2 separate regions of the Mus musculus genome follow, and region 1 is linked to region 2. The links are chromatin contacts, called in public Hi-C maps. All regions are on one chromosome and are shown on one strand. Each heading gives the region's core, a stretch centred on a gene start, on an enhancer-like site or on the middle of the called end of the contact. The rest is flanking DNA. Distances are from core to core; before and after follow the strand shown.

The links. A called contact is a pair of places that touch in the nucleus more often than the background predicts.
Region 1: a Hi-C map of B cells shows a contact between it and region 2, with 7 read pairs. The contact joins the promoter of Srsf6 here to the promoter of Abhd12 in region 2. A contact is called at or near these places in 1 of 39 promoter capture datasets (pre-B cells) and 1 of 484 Hi-C or Micro-C datasets (B cells).

What each region holds. Positions count from the first base shown.
Region 1 is chr2:162,930,036-162,932,829 of GRCm38.p6, reverse strand. Srsf6 (serine and arginine-rich splicing factor 6) reads right to left here and starts at 1,322. Exons shown (of 6, transcript NM_026499.4): 1 at 1,053-1,322; 2 at 688-836. The coding sequence starts at 1,159.
Region 2 is chr2:150,903,479-150,906,297 of GRCm38.p6, reverse strand. It overlaps Abhd12 (abhydrolase domain containing 12), which reads left to right and starts at 1,567. Exons shown (of 13, transcript NM_024465.3): 1 at 1,567-1,941. The coding sequence starts at 1,751.

The DNA.
Region 1 (2,794 bases), core at 73-2,572, about 12 Mb before region 2:
CAGCCCCATTGGTCACTTTCAAATTGAAACATCAAGGACTTGTTAAAAAGTTGGAATTCAACATGCAACAATTTCAACATTAAACATTTCACATAACCAAAATCCCCCCAACCCCCTCCCAGTAACATGCCCCAACTATTTCAAATACAGCATAAAGCTTATTTAGATTTACTTTGTGGTACTATGCCACATTACTTAGTTTAAAATGGCATTTTCTTTGCCCCCCCCCAATCAAGCCTCCCAGCTCCTAAGACTTAGACTTCAAGCTCCTCCCCTTTCCCCGCCCCCTGCCCCACCTCCACCCCAGCCTTCCTAGAAACTTCCTCAATGCTAACAAGCACTGACAGATAAGCAAGGGGGCATACTACAAATACAGCCAGCCCTCGCTTTCAATGGCAGAACCCAAGTCAGTGCCAAAGAGGGCCAACTGAAGCCACTCCTTCCAAACTTAAGTCAACCGGCCACCCGACCCCATTCCCCGCGCTCCGGTGTCCCACGGCTACCCGGGCATGCGTGGAGGTAGAGGGGCCCCGGGAACACCCAGGGCCGACAAGCCCCGGCCTCCGCGCCTGCCCGGGCTGGGGAGGTCCCACCCTGCCCACCCAAGTGACTGCACCCGCCCTGCGCCCCCAACCCCCGCCCCCCCCAGGTACCCAGGACGCGGAGCGCGCGGGGGTAAGGACTCACTGCGGCTTCCGTAGCTGTAGCCATCGCGGTCGCGGCGCGGGCCCCGGGCGTGCTCTACGATCACGCGCTCGCCGCACAGCTCCTTGCTGTTGAGCTCGTACACGGCATCGTCGGCATCCCGGGAGTCCTCGAACTCCACGAAACCGTACCTGCGGAGGGGCGGAGCGCGAGCCGCGCACCGGCGGGCGGGCGTGTCGTTAGCCGGCGCCGCGCGCTCCCGCGCCCTCCCCCGCGCGCGCGCGCTCGGGGCGCCGCCGCCGCCGCCATTTTAGAGGCCCTGCCACGCGGCGCCGCGGCCTTGGCCGCCTCGGGTCCTTGGGGGACCTCTCTCCGCCGCGGGGCGCGGCCTCCCAGACCCGACTCACCCATTTTTGAGGTCGATCTCGAGGAGGCGGCCGTAGCCGCTGAAAAAGCGCTGGATGTCCTTCTCGCGGACGTTGTAGCTCAGGCGTCCTATGTAGACGCGCGGCATGGCCGTGACCCACGGGTGTCCTCCGGGAGGCTGGCGGAGGGGCGGCGGGCCGCGGGGCAGGGCTGCGGTGCGGGTGCGGGGACGGCGAAGGCCCGAACACGCGCCTCACACCGCAGCGGCGGCCGAGTCAGCCACACAATGGTGCGCGCGCGCGCGCCGGCCTACGCTATAAGTGCCCGGGGGCGGGGCGCGGCGCGGCGCAGCGCGTGACGTCGTCGCGCAGCACGTCCTCTCCCGCGCCGCGGGCCGCTCCGGATGTGTTGGGGCGGCCCGCGGCGCGTGCCGTGCTTGCTGGGAGTTGATTTCGCTACTGTCATGTCCCCTGGCGCTGTGCAGCCATCAGCGTAAACAGCCGAGGCCCGGACCTTTTGAGTCGTGCCTAATAAACTGTTCTTGTGCCCAGGCACGCGGAGAACGAGTTTTATTTCTCATTGGTTGTCCGGGCTGTCAGTCTAGGCCATCTTGGTCTCTGATTGGTCTACTAAAAAAAAAGAGGTTGCTCTTTCCCTTCAGCGGGTAGCTCGCACTGGTTTCGTTGAGTACACGCTCTTGGGAGTCGGACAGTTCCTTAGTTTCTCAGCGGCTCGGGATCTGTCCCCGAGGTTTAGTGACCAGCGGGGGAGGTGCTGTGGCTGGTCTGGGTGGCATCCCTCCCTCTGCTCGGAGCTCTGACAGCTCTGAATCCCGCGCTCGCCGCGGCCGTTCACAAAGGGAGCATGGCTGGGCCCCATGGTCCTCCAAGACCCCCTATCCCCTTTCCTATCCATACTGTCCTTAACCTGGTTGGATCCGAAGGCAAACTATTTATAAAGCAGAAATACACACTTAGGAGTTTATGGAGGTGACATCTAATGCTGTAGAGTTAAACAAAACAGCCCCACTGCCCTGGAGTAAAGTTAATTGACTATCAAGGAGCATGCCTTGGGAGTATTCAAAGCACGGCGAAGGTTTGGCTAGAGAGGTAAGGAAACCGAAAGCAGAGCACGGTGTGATAAAAGCTGAGAGAAAAGACTGCCATTGAGTTAGTACCTGCTCTTTAGGAATTTGTTTTCTGCCCAGAATCTGGGCAGCCTCAGGCTTTTCAGCTATAATGAGAGAAGATTCTGTCCTCTGGGGCAGACCGGCAATGTTGATAGCACACAGGGAGATGTGTTAATAGTATTCTCGAGGGAAGAGAACGTCCTTAAGTTAGAAATATAAATATATATATGTAGACAGCTTTTAAAAATATTCATGGAACACAGAATGAAGTCAACACATAACAGTTTTATCAAATTGTCAATTTCTAAAAACTTGTTAAAATTTATTTGTGAGTGGTGAGAAGACTGAAGCCGGTAAAGGTGCTTGCTGCCAAGCTGGAGGACCCGACTTTGATCCTAGAGACCCACACGGTAGAAGGAACAACAACAACAACAAAAACAATTCTTGCAAGTTGTCCTCTGACCTCCTGATGCGTGTCATGCCTTCAATAAATAACTAAGTGTGATGATAACACATTTTAAAATTATTTGTAAAAGCAAACACACATCTGGATTCCACACGAGACGAAAAAGCCAGTATTTGTCATTCTCCTACCCTATTACCATATTTTGTTCCCCTCTTCCCTTATCCTTGTTTCCTTCACATAGTTCCCTT
Region 2 (2,819 bases), core at 318-2,817:
AAAGAGCCTTAGATCTAGAAAGGGTATGACCCAGAGATACAATGGGAGCGTACCCAGTGTGGAAGCATATTTAAACATTAGGAGACCAAGAGATAAGGATCATATTGACAAAATCTAGCTCTACACCCTCTCTGTCTCCTCCCTCCAGTTCTTCCCCTCCTCCTCTTCTTCCTCCTCCCCCCCCCCTCCTCTGTATAATGGAACCCCAATCCTCAGGTATACTGAGGAAATGCTATCACTGAGCTATATTCAGCTCTTTTTATTTGTGTTATTTTGAGACAGAAGCCGCTAAATTGCCTGGGTTGGCCTCCAATCTGCAACCCTCCTGATGTCAGCTTCTGTAATAACTTCAGGCATGTCCTACCAGGGCTATTTGTTCTTTTGTTTTTCTATAAAGATTTTATGACTGATAGGTCAAAACTATCTTTAAGCATTTAATTTCCTTTTTGAATATTCAAATCTATAGTACTATTTTGTTGATGTTTTAAAGACTGTAGATATTCATACAGTATGAACATAGGTTATAATATAGCAAAAATGGTAAAGAAATTCTTGAATTGCAAGTTGTAACTATCATTACAAAGGCAACAACATAATCCATTACATTTCTAAGTTCCTATTAAATCTTTATCAGTTGCCAATATTTTTCAAACTGATTACATGCATGTTGAAATTACAAAAGTAACTCATTAGTAAAATGCATGCTATATCAAACAAAACAAAAACTATTAAAAGCTACAACGTGTCCTTTCATTTTTTTTCAGGTGGATTGAATTATTAAATTTGGATGTCAGAGTGCAAATTCCTCTTTGAAACGGATTTCCTTGCCTTCTTACCAGTCCTAATCGTTCTTATGAAGATCCAAACTTTAATAGAAGACTTCAAAGCATACGCAGGCAGTTCATTTTCTTACATTCAGCGAAAGAAAAAGTGAATATATGGGAGGCAGAGGCAGGCGGATTTCTCAGTTCGAGGCCAGCCTGGTCTACAAAGTAAGTTCCAGGACAGCCAGGGCTACACAGAGAAACCCTGACTCGAAAAGACAAAAAAAAAAAAAAAAAAGTAAATATAAACTTGTTTAAACAATACATTAGCTACTGGAGTCTCTCTCTCTCTGTAAAGCTTTTTTGTTGAGTATATCAAATCTAGAGAACATCTGGGGCTCTAGCTTTTTAGGGGCGCCAAATGCCCTAAAGAGGGAGTAGAGAGAGCCTATTTTGCCCAGCAAACGGAGCTAGTGCCCTCAAGGACTCCCTAGCACCCTCCCCATTCGGACCACTTAGATCTTAGATAGGGCCTGCCTCAGTTCGTAGGCAGAGGGCACCTGAGTTGCACCTAAAGCAACCCAGCAGGAGAATCCAAACTGGCCCTAATCCGTTTCGTAAACGCACTAAGACCCTTCAGACTAGCCCTGCCCTGAAAATGACCCGCAGTTTCAGCTTATTCCGCCCTTCTCCAAGATGGCTGTGGCTGGCGCTGGGGATGCTGGGCGCGCTGCTTGTGAAGCGGAGCTGCCGGGGGCGTGTCTGGGGCGGGGCTTCCTGGACTCGTGCGCTGATTGGCCGCGGTGGCCGACCGGCCTCCGGCGCTGGTCCATAGCGGGCGCCGCGGCCTGGGGCTGGGATGTGACCCGCAGTGGGCTCCCGGCTCCGGGTGGTGACGGCTGTGAGCGGCGGCGACTGCAGCGAGGTCGGCGCAGGCGGGCGGGCGAAACCAGGGCGCCGAGAGCTGCTGCCGACAGGGCCGCGGGATGAGGAAGCGGACCGAGCCCGTCACCTTGGAGCATGAGCGCTGCGCCGCCTCAGGCTCGTCCTCCTCCGGCTCGGCCGCCGCGGCGCTGGACGCCGACTGCAGCTTGAAGCAGAACCTGCGTCTGGCGGGCAAGGGGACGGCAGAGCCGCACAGCGCATCCGACGCGGGCATGAAGCGGGCGCTGGGCAGGTGAGATGCGGTGCAGACACGCGCGGGCCCCTCACCTGGAGGGCAGGTAGTCCCAGGCTCCCACCTTCAGAGATCTGCTGCGGGAGCATCACACGGTTCCATCCTCCCGGCGTCCTCTTCGACCCTTCTAAAGACTACCTCCCCTCGTCTGGCCCGCAGGGACCGTCCAACCCCATTCTTTCCTCCAAACATCTGCCTCTGGAGCTCTCCTTCAACCCCCATCTCACCCTCCCACCCCCTCCACGAGCTGCTCACTAACCCACCCAGCACCCTGGCTGGCATCCTTATCAGGTTAGCCTGCAGAGATACTTAGTGGTTGAGTCCATAGTAATCAGGGGCCCAGTATTCCTGACTGGCTCTGGAAAGAGTCTCCCGAGGAGTTTGAAAGGCTGCCCTTAAGAAGAGGACCACGCAGGGTGAACGGCAAGACCAAAGACCCTGCAAGTGCTCTTAGCCAGTTCACCTGCTTTGCCTTGACCGTATATGGAGCTCAGTAGCAACTCTCCTGTCTGGTCCTTCCCTTCGCTAGCTAATCGCAGGTCAGAGCTGCATTCACCGACCCCCTTTCAAGGGTTAAGCCGTTTTCAGAATCCAAAGGAAAGGATGGATGGATGCATCCATTCTCAGCTGTTGGAGAGAACTGGTGGTTGTCTATGCAGGTAGTTAGTTACAAAGCACTTGAAATCTGCACAGGAATTGGTCATTGAAAATTACTCTGTAAGGTCCTGGAATCTTCTGGGATTGGTCGGTGAGTTAGACTTGCATCCTTCTTTTAGGATGGAGAAGAGGCAGTTATGTAAAGCTGATCTCAAAATTGAGTAGCCTGTTTTATATAGGAATAGGTTTCTTTCCCTCTATCTGGTTTCTTAATTTGATAG